Linked DNA regions of Mus musculus: regions 1 and 3 are each linked to region 2. Evidence: chromatin contacts called from public HiChIP or PLAC-seq and promoter capture Hi-C data. All regions are on one chromosome and are shown on one strand. The core of a region is the stretch at or near the end of the contact, and the rest is flanking DNA. Distances in the headings are between cores, read along the strand shown.

Region 1 (4,577 bases), core at 1,916-4,415, 130 kb after region 2:
TCCTCACTCCCCACCTGTGGATCAGGACATTGAGGTCTGTACATCTCATGTTCTCTGCCTTGATGATAATGGACTAAGCCTCTGGAACTGTAAGCAATACCCAGTTAAATGCTTTTCTTTATAAAAGTTGCCTTGGTCATGGTATCTCTTCACAGCAATAGAACATTGACTAAGACTTTTGGTAAAGGGAAATATAATTATTTTTATTTCAAACTTAATTACTAATCTAACTTTATATTGTATATTATATATTACACAGTGTGTTTATTACATGTTGTGGTGGTGTGAATATGCTTGGTCTAGGGAGTGGCTCTGTTAGGAGGTGTGACCTTGTTGGATGAAGTGTGTCACTGTGGGAGTGGGCAGTGAGATCCTCCTCTTAGCTGCCTGGAAGAGATAGTCTTCTCCTGGCTGTCTTCCAATCAAGATGCAGAACTCTCAGCTCCATCTCCTGCACCATGTCTGCCTGGATGTGCCTGGATGCTGTCATGTTTCCCACCATGATGATAATGGATTAAACTTCTGAAACTGTAAACCAGACCCAATTAAATGTTTGCCTTTATTAAAGTTGCCCTGGTCATGGTGTCTCTTCATAGCAATGAAAACCCTAATTAAGATACATATAATCTTAAGTTTCTCTCTCCTTTGCTGTTATAAAATTCCCTGACAAAAGCCACTTTAAGGTAGACAGGGTTTGTTATGACCCATAGTTAATACCATCAAGATAATCTGTACCCCAGAATGCCCATCTGGGCTCTGGAAAATTGAATTCAGCTTGGTGCGAGTACCCTTACTCACAGAGCCACTTACCAGACCTCAAATGACCTTTTAAGGATTTACTTTTATTTTTGCTTATGTGTATGCATGTGTATGTGTATACCATGTGTGTGCAAATGCCTGTAGAGGCCAGAAGAGGATGTCAGATACTCTGGAGATGGAGTTACAGGTACATGTGAGTCACCTGATGTGGGAGCTGGGAACTGAAGTAGGGTTCTCTGGAAGAATAATATGTGTTCTTAACTGCTAAGCCATGTCTTGAGCTCCTCAAATGATTTTAAGTTGTTTTTGGCTTCTAAACCAAGTTTCTTCTCTTCTCTTCTCTTCTCTTCTCTTCTCTTCTCTTCTCTTCTCTTCTCTTCTCTTCTCTTCTCTTCTCTTCTCTTCTCTTCTCTTCTCTTCCTTCTCTTCTCTTCTCTTCTCTTCTCTTCTCTTCTCTTCTCTTCTCTTCTCTTCTCTTCTCTTCTCTTCTCCTCTCCTCTCCTCTCCTCTCCTCTCCTCTCCTCTCCTCTCCTCTCCTCTCCTCTCCTCTCCTCTCCTCTCCTCTCCTCTCCTCTCCTCTCCTCTCCTCTCCTCTTCCTCCCTCCCTCCCTCCCTCCCTCCCTCCCTCCCTCCCTTCCTTTTTGTCTTTGTGTTTGTCTTTCAAATAAATTATTTAAAGTGTGTTTATGTTGTGTATGTGTGCACATATACACAGGTATAAGTATATGTATACATAGGTGTGTGTCCACACCAGTACTGTGTGGAGGTCAGAGGCAGAGTTAGCTCTGCCATTTCACTGTGCATCCTAGGATCTCAAATGTGTGTACTTCCCTGTATCTAACTTTTTACATGGCTTCTGGGGTGGAGCTCAGGCCATCAAGTTCACACAGCTACTGCTTTGACTCACTGAAGCTTGTCTGCTTGGCCCTGAATCAAGTTTCTTGGAAACTGAAGCTGTCCTGAGACCCAGCCACACAGACTCTGTGACATGAAGTCAGTAAAATATTTTGAAGTTCTTTGTTGAGCATTTACTATTTGTGCTGGTTAGTGTTTGTCAACTTGACACAAATTGGAATCACTCGGGAAAAGGGCATCTCAGCTGAGGAAATGCCCATCATATTGGCCTCTAGCCAAGTTCATGGGAGCATTTTCTTGATTAGTGTTTGATGTGTTAGGGCTTAGCCCACTGTGTGTGATGCCACCCCTGGACAGGCTGGCCTGGCCGGTATAAGGAAGCATTCTGAGGTCTGGAGAGATGGCTCACCTGTAAAGGATGGCTCACAATCAAGAAGAAAGCAAGCCAACAAGCTAACAAGCAGCATTCATCACGGGCGAAGTCTCTGCTTCAGCTCCTGTCTCTAGGCTCCTTCCTTGAGTTCTTCCCTTGGCTTTGCTCTACAGGCTGTCATCCATAAACCAGGTAAACTCTCCCTCTGGAGTCACTTTCAGTCATCGATAGAGAGCAAACAAAGACACTGTGCAGCACTACAGGAAGCATGGAAGCAGTGTTATGAGGGGCCTGCTCTTGAGTTTCTTAAGTCTAGACAGACAATGCATTTGCAGGGAGCTAAAATCCATCACCACAAGGGATTGTCACAAGGCAAAGATAGCTTTCAGTTGATTGGAAGGAGCTGTTCAATGTGTCTGGGAGATTTTCTGGGACTTGTCCCTGGAGTCCAGGTGACTAAAATGAGGAGGACATGACTGATCCAAGGAATGACTGAGGTGAAGGATTTTATTGTAGATATGGGAAAGTACAGCCAGCATCTGGAAGCATTCAGAATGAATCTGACCATGAGTGAAAAGGGAGAAGGAGAGTGGGAGAGGAGAGCACAAGCAGAAGAAAGTTCCAAGAGAGAGGGGACTGAGGTAGAAGGGCAAGAGGGACTAAAGGTGTGTGGCCAGTCTTCATTCCAGACAGGTCATACAGACTTAGGTCTTTGAATGTGATCCCTTGCCAGATTAGCCATATGGCTGGATTAAAATTCCTCTACAGCTTTAGTTATTGTTACTATTTATTAAGGTATTCTCTAATACCATAGTCAAAGGGAGCTTGAGCCTTAGGAAGGGAGCCACTAGAAAGATCCTGAGCATCCACCTACTTCACAGACACTTGTAGAATAGAAATAGCCACTGGGTTGACCACTTGTAGCACAATAGCCAGCTAGGCTTTATGTAGATGGCAATAGATGACACCCTTTATAACCAGCACAGTCAGTAGTCAGGAGCACCCTTTAAGTATAGTTAAAACAGGATTCTGCTTCAGACTAGACTTGTGATCTCTTATGAGAGGATCTCCTTCATTAGAGAAGAAGTCATACTTGGCAACTGAGTGAAGCATAGAACCCCATAGTGAAAAATAGGCAGGGCACACATGAGCAGGCAGGGGACACACATGAGCACCGAATAAGGAAGTGGAAGAAACAGCTGTTCTGATGAGATCTGCACTCACACACCTGTATATTTGACACCCTTCCTTTTACTGCAGAAGAAATCCTCCTACCCACATGTCCCAAGTGCTGGGATTACAAGAGTGTGCCACCATTCCTGACCTCAAGTCCCTTTTGTGTGTGTCAGGCAGGCATTGTACCAACTGAGATCCATCCCCAGTTCTTGTGTCTGATTATAAATTGTTTTATCTATAATACTAGCTATCATATCATTCACCTATAATCTTAGCTCTTGGAAGGCAGAGCCAGAAGAATCAGTAGTTCAAGGCCAGTTTGAGCTAGTAATGAGTTTGAGGCCAGTCTGGGTTTCATGAGATCCTGTCTAAATAAAAGAAAGACAAAAAATTCTCTTGTGTAGAAGACAAAGACTCTGCAAAGGGAGCCCTGTGTCATGTTGACCAAAGGGCTAATGGAAGGCCTGGGCACTGGTCCAGGTCTCGAAGGATGTATTAGTATTTCTTCAAATGCTGTGAAGGTCCAATGATATGCTACATTTGGCTTTGCATTCTTCACCAGTATAGCAGTGAGGCTATTGGAAACATGGTTGGAATATTAATTCAGAAACCCAAATGCCAGCTTCTTTTGAAATATGGAAAGATTAGATTAGATGGTACTGGGCCTTTGGCACCTGGTTCTCTGTCTGTCTCTGTCTCTGTCTCACTCTTTTATGCAGTACTAGGGATGGAAGTCGGAGCTTCACAATGCCACCCAGGTGTTCTACCACCAACCCACACACTCCCACAGCCCTCTTTTTCCTTTTTTCCTTTTTATCTTTCTGAGACAGGGTTTTAATGTGTAGCCCTGGCTTGCCTGGAACGAGCTATGTAGACCAGGCTGGCCTCCAACTCACAGAGATCCTCCTGCCTCTTCCTTCCAAGTGCTGAGATTAAAGGTATGTGATACATCCAGTATCATTTTACTTTTTAAAAATGTAATATTTTCTATTTATTCCTTGAGAATTTTATACATACATATAATATATATCAGACACATTCAATCACATCCAATATATTCTTCTTTCTTTCCTTCCTTCCTTCCTCCCTCCCTCCCTTTCTCCCTCTCTCTCTCTCTCTTTCTTTCTTTCTTTCTTTCTTTCTTTCTTTCTTTCTTTCTTTCTTTCTCTCTTTCTTTCTTTTTCTTCCTCTCTCTTTCTTTCTTTCTTTCTTTCTTTCTTTCTTTCTTTCTTTCTCTCTCTCTCTCTCTCTCTCTCTTTCTTTCTTTCTTTCTTTCTTAAATAACGCACCGGGACCAGTTAATGATGCCCATATATGCATTCGGAGGAGCATGGACAATTTGTCATGGATTATACCTCTAAAGAAAAAAGATTCTTGGCTCTGACTCCAGGGTTCAGGCGAGATCGCCATCTTG
Region 2 (4,687 bases), core at 1,172-3,671:
GGCTTTCATACTGACAGCAGAAGATAACTGGCTGAACAGAGTGAATGAAGGTTATATGTCCATCTCTCTACTTTCTTCAAATGTTTCCTTAATAATGTCTGTCTGAAAGCCTATTTAGGTTTGGAAACTGGCTCAGCACTCAAGAGAGCATGCTATTGCAGGGGACCAGAATCCTGTTCCCAGCAGTCACACCCCCCTTCATAACTGCAGTTCTAGGGCATCTGCTGACCTTTCTGGCCTCTGTGAGCATTGCACTCCTGCACACACACACACACACACACACACAACACACAATACACATAACTTGAAAATAAATTAATAATATTTTTAGATGGCTATTTAGTGAGCTACTACTGAAGGTTTAAATGCAGGTCGAGAATGGAGAAAACCCAGAAGATTGGTTAGCTCAATTTATTAATCAAGATATCAAGATGCTCAGCAGCTATTATGTACAGGTACCCTGTTGATGCTAGAATAAAGCATCTAACAAGAGATATACTGTCCCTGCTCATATACATTAGAGTTTATCCAGAAAGTAATGGATCTTTTGTTTTGTTTTGTTTTTTTGTTTGTTTTGTTTTTCGAGACAGGGTTTCTCTGTGCAGTCCTGGCTGTCCTGGAACTCACTCTGTAGACCAGGCTGGCCTCGAACTCAGAGATCCACCTGTCTCTGCCTCCCAAGTGCTGGGGTTACAGGCGTGCACCACCACTGCCTGGCTGAAAGTAATGGATCTTAAGTACTATCTATTTTCAGGCATAGTCTAACTCTGTTCCAGGCTCAGTTGGAGGCTGTCCACTGCTCCAGCTTCTCAAGTTCCACATCACTGGCTTGGCTCTACAACTTGCTTAATAATACTAATGCTAATGCTAATGCTAATGCTACTAATAATAAAGGCCCACAGTAAAATTGTGCAAATGTTGCAAGGGAGTCTGTTGCTCTCACAGGTGTGATTCTGCTCTCAGATAGAGGCTTGAAAGTAGGTGGAAATCTCTATATGATCACAAACGAAGTTCTTCTACTAGAGCTCCTGTTGGAACTGTGGTCCCTCTCAGCTGAGCCCACAATAAGGCATTTTATCTCTAGATTGACCAGGGCAGGTTTCTCACCGCTAGATTATGTCTCCTTAAGTCTGATGCTAATTGGCTGAAGATGGAGGAAAGCAGACAAAGTTTCTCTGTGTAGCCTGGCTGTCCTGGAACTCACTCTGTAGATCAGGCTAGCCTAGAACTCACAAATATCCATCTACCTCTGCCTCCTGAGTGCTGGGATTAAAGGCATGCATCACCACTGCCTGGCAAGAGTCAAGTTTTTACAAGAACATTGATATAGCTAAGCACCTTCCCTTGAAAGAGAAAAAGCTAAAAGAAGGAATTTTGTTTTTCTAGATTTATTCATCCTGTTTATAAAACAAAATTTGACAAGGAAAAACTAAACAAAAATACAAGAAAAAAAAAACCACTAAAACAGATCAGGACAAAAAAAACAAAACAAAACAAAAACCCCAGACTTTTAAAAAAACATATTTTTAAAGATTTATTATTATATGTAAGTGCACTGTAGCTATCTTCAGACACACCAGCAGAGGGAGTCAGATTTTATTACAGAGGGTTGTAAGCCATGTGGTTGCTGGGATTTGAACTCAGGCCTTTGGAAGAGCAGTCAGTGCTCTTAACTGCTGAGCCATCTCTCTAACCCTTTCAAAATATTTTTTAAAACGTATTTATATATTAAATATGTGTACAGGTGTTTTGCCTCACGCCTGTGCGAATACAGGTGCAGTGCCTGAAGAGGCCAGAAGGCCGCAATGGATCTCCTGGAACTGGAGTTACAGATGTCTGTGAGCCATCTTGTGAATGCTGGGAGCAGAACCTTGGTCCTCTACCAGAGCAGCAAGTACTTTTAATTGCTTAGCCACGTCTCCGGCCCACAATCACACCTTTCAAATACAAGAATCAGTGTGGTTCTAGCATTTTTAAAAAACAAAGTCTTACTATGTAGCCCAGGCTGGCCTGGAACTCACAGAGATCCTCCTGCCTCGGCCTTCTGAGTGCTGGGATTAAAGGCATTTGCTGCTACCCGCAGCTGTAGTTCTGATCTTTGAAATAATAAAAATAACCTGAAATTGAGATCCATACGTGTTTTGTTTTGTTTGTTTGTTTGTTTTTAACAAATGTTCCTTTCAGCTCTCTTTCTTGATAAAAACAAAAAGTGAAACCAGAGACTTTTACAGAGTTACTCGGGTTTTTTTCCTCCTAACGTCTTACTTTTTTAACTTAGCAGTTATATTCCGGACAGTTGTGGCTCTTTTTTTACAGTGAAGGACTTGGAGGCTGCAGGAGGGAAGCGCGGTGAGGGTGGGGTGGGGATAGGCCTCTTAAGGCGGAACTCACAGGCTGCACATCTGTTTTCAATGTTTTGTAAGAGCCAAGAGCCTTCAAGTAAAAACTTTCAGTAAATGACACGAAGAGGAGCTGGGTCCAGGAAGTCACGCACAGAAGAGCCACGGAAATCCCCAGCCAGGGTGGCCACCAAGGGTGAGGAGGAAGTGCGTCTGGTTTTCACCCTGGAGTTCCCCGGAGCCCTGGAGGAAAGCACCGCAGGTCTGAGCAGCCCTGAGCCGGGCAGGGTGGGGGCAGTGGCTAAGGCCTAGCTGGGGACGATTTAAAGGTATCGCGCCACCCAGCCACACCCCACAGGCCAGGCGAGGGTGCCACCCCCGGAGATCAGAGGTCATTGCTGGCGTTCAGAGCCTAGGAAGTGGGCTGCGGTGAGTACGCGCGCGCGTGGGGATCCAGCCAGGGTCCCCGTAGTGGCTCGAGGATCACCGGGGTGACTAGATCCGAAGGAGAACCTGCAAAACCCGTTTCTATGCATCGGTGGTCCTGCGGGAGGGCGACCTACAGGTTGGCCACGCTGACCCTGGCTGCCCCCCCTCCCCCCACCCCCTCCCCGCTTGCGGGAGCTCGACTTTCTGAGTCTTTTCCGGTCTCTGACTTTCTGAGTGAGGCGTAGGTGCCGAGAAGTTGCATTTTAATTAGGCTGCTGCGGGAGGCATCTGGGAGACTTGACACAGTGAGAACTCTGGCGTCTAAGGATGAGCTTGTGGAAAGCTCATGGTTGTTTTCTTGGTGGCCAGCTCAGGAAAACACTACAGCTCTTTCTTTTTTTTTGGGGGGGGGGGGGTGTTTCGAGACAGGGTTTCTCTGTGTAGCTCTGGCTGTCCTGGAACTCATTCTGTAGACCAGGCTGGCCTCGAACTTAGAAATCTGCCTACCTCTGCCTTCCAAGTGCTTGGATTAAAGGAGTGATGGGTGTGTCAGAGACCATTTCACACTATAGCTGACTGGGGCTTTGAACTTCGGAAAAATCCTCCTGCCTTAACCCCTTCAGTGCTGGGATTATAGGCCTGAGTCACTGTACTCAATTTCTCAGCAGTGCTCTTAATCTAGCCGGTAAATCTCTGGAGTCGTTTCTGTCTGCCCCAAGCCAGGTTCTGATCATCCGTTGTAAAAAGCAGGTGCCATTACTATCCCCTTTTCGCACCTAGGAAACTGAGGCACGAGTGGCTTTTCTTAGTCTCACTATGGAGCACTGGTTGGGCTGGAACTGGATAAGTAAACAGGCTGGCTTTGAACTCAAGGAAACACTGACGTCTACCCACCTCTGCCTCCAGGGTAATGGGATTAGGGGCGTGTCTGGCCACTTGGTGGTTTTCTTGCCCAACATTACACTGTTGGTGGAAAAGGGACTGACTCTCTTGAAATCCTGTGATGTGAGACTCCAGAGCATGGGAGTAAATTGCCACGAGGTCAAGTTAGCAGTAATAGGGGGAAATTAACAAATGAAAGTGCCATGAACATGCTGGGCACAGCCAGCTGTGCTAAGAAATTCTTCCATGCCAGTGTTTGCTGGGGTTAGTAGTGCAGGTCTGTAATCTTAGCACTTGGGAGGTGGAGGCTGAAGGATCAGGTGTCCAAGGTCAGTCTGGGCTGTGTGTCTCACACAACAGCAGCTAGGCACTGTAGCTGCAGCTACTACAGAGGTTAAAGCTTATTTCCTATTCTGTAGGAGATATGGTCCAAGGTGGAGGGAGGAAGATGGCACAGCTAATTGCTCCAGAGGGTGGGGGCACACAATAGTCTCTGGGTCTACTGGACATGGTAGTGTAAGCAGAGAAGAAACTGGGGTGCCAAGCTCATCTATAAGGAACCACTGGAAAGAAAGAGGGCTCCTACACACTGATGTGGACTAGGGCAGGGATCAGAACAGGCCTAAGAGGAAGCAAATTTTATTTTATGAGTATGGAGAGGGAAAGGTGCTGGCACACGGACTGGCTGTCTGTGTGGAAATGTGGTTCATAAACAAATGTTCTGCCGGCTTGCCAGACTCAGGAGTGGCTGGAGTAGAGACTTCAGCATTACTGTATAGAGGGACAAGGACCCTGCGGGGTTTGAGGAAATATGAAGAAGAGTCCTTCAGAGTAGTAGGAGGGCCCATGAAGGGGCACTTGTTTCTCTGAGGTGGCCAATAGACCTGTGAACAGAGGGCAGGCAAAGGAAGGCAGGCTGAGGGCCTCACCTAGTGAGGAACGGAGCCAGCTGAATGAAACAGTGATCTTGGAAGGACTGAGGGTTATTTCTACAAATTCGGCTCAGGATGTAGAGAAAACAATTGCGTCTGTTGCTG
Region 3 (4,411 bases), core at 1,520-4,019, 200 kb after region 2:
GTGTGTATGCGCACACACATGAGTGCACATAGTCCTTTTTCTACAAACAGAAACCAAAGTGATCAATTTGCTTTACTACAGTAGGTAAGAGAAAAGTGAATATTTAACTAAAGGGTATATTATGCGATTTTGAATAAAGGTGGTTTCTCATTTAGACTAGAATTGTGAATGAATATTAGGAAAAACAATAGAATTATTATTTTCAAGGAACCTTCAATCACCCTCACGACTGAAGGTTGGAGAGGAGTGTCTCTGACACACGACTTGGTGCGTAATGTCCAGTCATCAGTTGCTCACAGCTCTCTTCGTCCCTGCGGAGAGACCTGACGACTCAGCAGCCAATCCAGGAACTGGATTTTACCACACTAACCACGTCTTCCTTCTCTGTATCATACTTGAATGTTTTCCGTCCTGAAAAGAAGTAAATGTAGCCTAGAAGAGATAAAGTTGAAATTGTGGTTACTGGAGATTTCTTGGAGAGATGCATGGATCTCTAAGGGAGGTTTATACTACAACCACAGCTTTCTTGACATGGTATCAATGAGGAATCAGGGGTTGGTTAGATGGCAGTTAGCTTGTCTTCTGGGGATCTCCAACAAGCTCTAGAACCTGACCCCTAAGTTTGTAGATCATTCCTCAGTCTTTCCTTTGTTCCAGCAGGGTATGGGCTTCACTTCTGGCCATGGGAAGGCATGTTCATCATGCTTTGTGATTTTGCTTAGACCGCTCTCTTCACAGAAGTCCTTCCTCCTTTTTTATAGCTTATCACATGTTTAGCTGTCCTTCAGAACCAACTAAGGTCTTATGAAATAGCCAACTGCCATGTTTGACCCCACCTGTCTCAGATCACTCTTTGAAATCACTCTGAAGCCTATTAACACCAATCAGCCCTAAATTATAGACGGTTTCATCTTCCAGTGGCTTCATCTGTGTTATTTAGATAGGCATTTCTCAAGGATACTCAGCATTCCATAAGAACAGGGGCCACATTTGGAATCTCTTCTGAGTTTCTGAACACTGTCTGTCTGTACTACATACTCAAGAAAAACATGATCCAAAGGATATATTTGAATTTGTGTGGTTTGTTTAAAATACTCACTTCATCTAACTTTTTAAACTATGTGTTTAATTTTAGGAGTTGGATTATGGAAAGGTCAAAGATTGGGAAGGCTGAGACTACAGCTCCTGCACTGAAGCTCCACTATGGTACTGTTGTTTGATTGTTTTTTGAGAAAAGGTCCCATTTTGTATTTCAGACTGTAGTCAAACCTTTAATCTATCTGCTTCAACCTCCTAAGCACTGGGATTACATAGGCTACAGCTGTACCTTTTGTGGTACGTTTGAAAAAGGGTCTCTCACATCCCAGGCAGTCCTCAGATCTGCCATGTAGATGAGGATTGCTTTGAACTTCCTTTTCCCAAGTTCTGGGATTACAAGTCACATAACCAGTTTGTGTTGTGTTGGGAACTGATTCCAGGGCAGGGCATGGTAGTTAGGTCAGGGTCAGGGTTAGCTGCATCCCACTTGAAGACATACTATTTTTTTCTTTTTCTTTTTCTTTTTCTTTTTTCTTTTCTTTTCTTTTCTTTTTTTTTCTTTTCTTTTCTTTTCTTTTTTCTTTTCTTTCTTTCTTTTTTTTTTTTTTTTGTCTCTTAAACCATTTACTTCTCCCAACTGGAAGGTGGGCATTGCTACAGGTGCATAAACACAGAACACTTCGTGCAGCAAGGCTTGAAGAACAGCAGTGCAGGTAAGTGAGGCCAGGACTCAAGTGAAGGTGGAACTGTTCCAGCTCACGTTGGCTGCGTTCATGGAAGACATACTTTTAAACATGTCTATTAGTAAATGGAAAATCACAAATTTATTTTTATTAACTTATTTTTCAAGAAAGGATTTTAAAAATAATTCTTCTCCTAGTAGGTAATATGGCTATTTAAATGTATGAAATGACAGTGACCTCCATTGAAACCCATTTCTGTTGAGTTAAAGTAGAGCCCAGATTGCTTGTTCTAATTTCCTGGGGGACATTTTTGGTGGGCAAACTCACCATTCAGTTCCACAGCAGCATCTATATGGCCACTCACTCCTGAAAACTCTTCTTCAGTGTTTTTTGGGTAGTCTTTTTCCATTTTCTTTTTTCTTTCATCATAGCTGAAAAATATTATTTCATAAATAAGTTACTGATGATTATAGGTGATATTAAGGTGATCAGTAATCTTATTAGCTAGGTCTGATTTTGAACATATTTGAGATATCTCTGTCTCTCTCTCTTGAATGAATAAATGAGTGTGTGAATTATCAGTACATTAGAACCAAGAAAATCTACAATAACTATATCTTTAAAAAATGGCTCTTGCTAAATTCCAAACATTATTTTATTTTACATTCTGAATACTGGAACCCTGCATCTTCTTTCACCTCTCTCCATATTTCCATATTACCCCACCATGCAGATCCACTGGCTACTGATGGATCCTGGCAGATGGGCAGCTATTGTCTTTGATTGTATACACAGAAGAGCCCCTGGCTCTAAAGTATAGTTCCACATGTGAACCTTTTTCTTTCAAATCACATCTCCTGGATCCATTGCTCTTTTCTGGAAGGTGAGACTAAGCAGATAGTGGGTTAGGATTCTAGCTCTGACATCAGTTAAGTGTGTCGTTCTGTGACCTAAATTACACTTGTAAAAGGCTGTGACTGTTAGTCAGCAGTACAGTATGAACTCAAGACAGGTGGGAATGACTCTCAGTCTTTAGTGAGATGTCATTTAAAATATGAGAAAGTCCCTTTTTCATGAACACAGAGCCCCAGGCTGGGGCATTCCCATCTGCACATATCACCAGTAGGTCAGCTATTTTTTTTTTTCTCCCTGGGTTGCTGGGTAGTTTCCTATGGCAGATAATGGCCACAATCTTCTGAAATGTGCCTCTGCCTACATGGCTTAGGAGAAAACAGCTGCTGAGATCTGGGGGGGGGGGGGGGGAACTGAGCCCCTACAGAGGTGTTCAGGCTAAAGGGACAAGGAGCTGGGCTGCTCTCTAGTACTATGGGCGGTGGTGGAGGAGAGGGAACTCTTCTAACAAGTCAACAGATCAATCCTGATGTATTAATATTGCATCAAGACACATACTTACATAGATATAGGACCAGGGCTCTGAACCACTGACACAAAGCTAGCGCTTTCATTTTGCCAAGTAAGGACATTATCATTAACTCACCCTTACCTTTCTCTCTCATAGGTTCACAAGGAAAGACCGTATACCTAAGGAAGGCAGGGAGGATGTAACCTGAGAAAAAGATAGTTCCTACCAATGACTTTCCCAGTGCTGACAAAAGATGCTCCTCCCCTTTGTAGTATGGTGCTTCTCTTATTTGGTTATGAAAACCTATCTTGCCCTTTGTGGACAGATATTTGGGTATTCCACTGACAGAGCAAAGAACATTATACCTATAAGTAGATGGCTTTGTGTTTGGCTTTTTGACCCTTATCTACCCACAGCGTAATTGAGAAAATATGAGAATATTCTCTGAGCTGTAGGCTTTCATTTGGAAAAGATCCATCATAAGGATAAGACAATTCACATGCATGTTATATGACACCCTCCCTTGCCTTATGTGGGAGCCAAGACAAGCTCCAGCCATAGATGCTGTGGTTTATTTTGATACCCAAGAACTAGAATCTAGCTTTTTAGTTGGAGGTCTAGCAGACTCTGTAATTTGATCTGGGACCCTAAGGCATCAACAAATTTAATTCTTAATTTCTCTCTCTCTCTCTCTCTTTTCTTTTTTGGCTTTCCTTGTTTCCTTTGTGCCATGTTTAGTTTTCAATCTTTAAACCTGTGTCAGCAGATCACAGTTTGCACCAGGCAAGGGTTAAAGCAACGGACAGAGGACTGGAAGATGGTGGAGGTGATCCTGAGAAACAGGCCAGGCAAGGGCAGCCACTGCTGTGGTAAGGACTTTGCCAACAAGACTACAGAAGAATTTATGTGCAGCAATAATCATGAGCCTTTTGAGTCAATAAGTAAATTGTGAAATGAACCAAAGAATAAATATATCTGGCAGACAAAAGGGACATTTCATTTGGATTCAAGGCACGTGAGATATAGATTCCAATGAACCACTTCCTAGCTGTGTTATTTTAGCATTCATCTTTATGTGTGAGTGTGTGTGTGTGAGAGAGAGTGTGTGTGTATGTGTGTGTGAGTGTGTGTGTGTATGTGTGTGTGAGTGTATGTGTGTATTAGTGTATATGTGTATGTGTGTAAGTGTGTATATGTATGTGAATGTGTGTATGTGTGTGAGTGTGTGTATTTGTACATGAATGTGTGTATGTGTGTGAGTGTGTGTATATGTATGTGAATGTGTATATGTGTGTGAGTGTGTATTTGTATGAGTGTGAGTGTATAT

Evidence for each region. Promoter capture Hi-C pulls out the DNA fragments that hold promoters and counts their contacts. HiChIP or PLAC-seq counts read pairs in DNA pulled down with a chosen protein or histone mark.
Region 1: a promoter capture Hi-C map of the HPC-7 cell line shows a contact between it and region 2. The contact joins the enhancer-like site here to the promoter of Birc3 in region 2. A contact is called at or near these places in 5 of 39 promoter capture datasets (the C10 cell line, the HPC-7 cell line, hippocampal neurons and 1 more), 1 of 15 datasets of contacts at CTCF or cohesin (CD8 T cells), 15 of 115 datasets of contacts at active chromatin or transcription factors (the 230-238 cell line, bone marrow-derived dendritic cells, bone marrow-derived macrophages and 11 more) and 3 of 9 other capture datasets (adipose tissue, liver and pancreatic islet).
Region 3: an H3K27ac HiChIP or PLAC-seq map of bone marrow-derived dendritic cells shows a contact between it and region 2, with 2.8 times the contacts expected there. The contact joins the enhancer-like site here to the promoter of Birc3 in region 2. A contact is called at or near these places in 4 of 39 promoter capture datasets (the 3T3-L1 cell line, cranial neural crest, erythroid cells and 1 more), 1 of 484 Hi-C or Micro-C datasets (bone marrow-derived macrophages), 7 of 115 datasets of contacts at active chromatin or transcription factors (the 230-238 cell line, astrocytes, bone marrow-derived dendritic cells and 3 more) and 2 of 9 other capture datasets (embryonic stem cells and pancreatic islet).

The regions. Positions count from the first base shown.
Region 1 is chr9:7,741,514-7,746,090 of GRCm38.p6, reverse strand. No RefSeq gene overlaps it. Among named protein-coding and RNA genes, the nearest start is that of Tmem123, 20 kb to the left of the region's middle. Within about 2 kb of position 3,165, at least 27 of the 459 cell types and tissues checked have an H3K27ac peak or open chromatin away from gene starts, as enhancers often do. A contact at or near this core is called in the 230-238 cell line and pro-B cells, where this site is marked.
Region 2 is chr9:7,870,904-7,875,590 of GRCm38.p6, reverse strand. It overlaps Birc3 (baculoviral IAP repeat-containing 3), which reads left to right and starts at 2,421. Exons shown (of 9, transcript NM_007464.3): 1 at 2,421-2,768.
Region 3 is chr9:7,669,084-7,673,494 of GRCm38.p6, reverse strand. It overlaps Mmp20 (matrix metallopeptidase 20 (enamelysin)), which reads right to left. Exons shown (of 10, transcript NM_013903.2): 9 at 2,049-2,152; 10 at 1-432. The coding sequence ends at 332. AV064505 (expressed sequence AV064505) reads left to right here. Exons shown (of 4, transcript NR_126562.1): 2 at 1,136-1,206; 3 at 1,683-1,751; 4 at 3,823-4,066. Among named protein-coding and RNA genes, the nearest start is that of Mmp7, 21 kb to the left of the region's middle. Within about 2 kb of position 2,769, at least 6 of the 459 cell types and tissues checked have an H3K27ac peak or open chromatin away from gene starts, as enhancers often do. A contact at or near this core is called in bone marrow-derived dendritic cells, where this site is marked.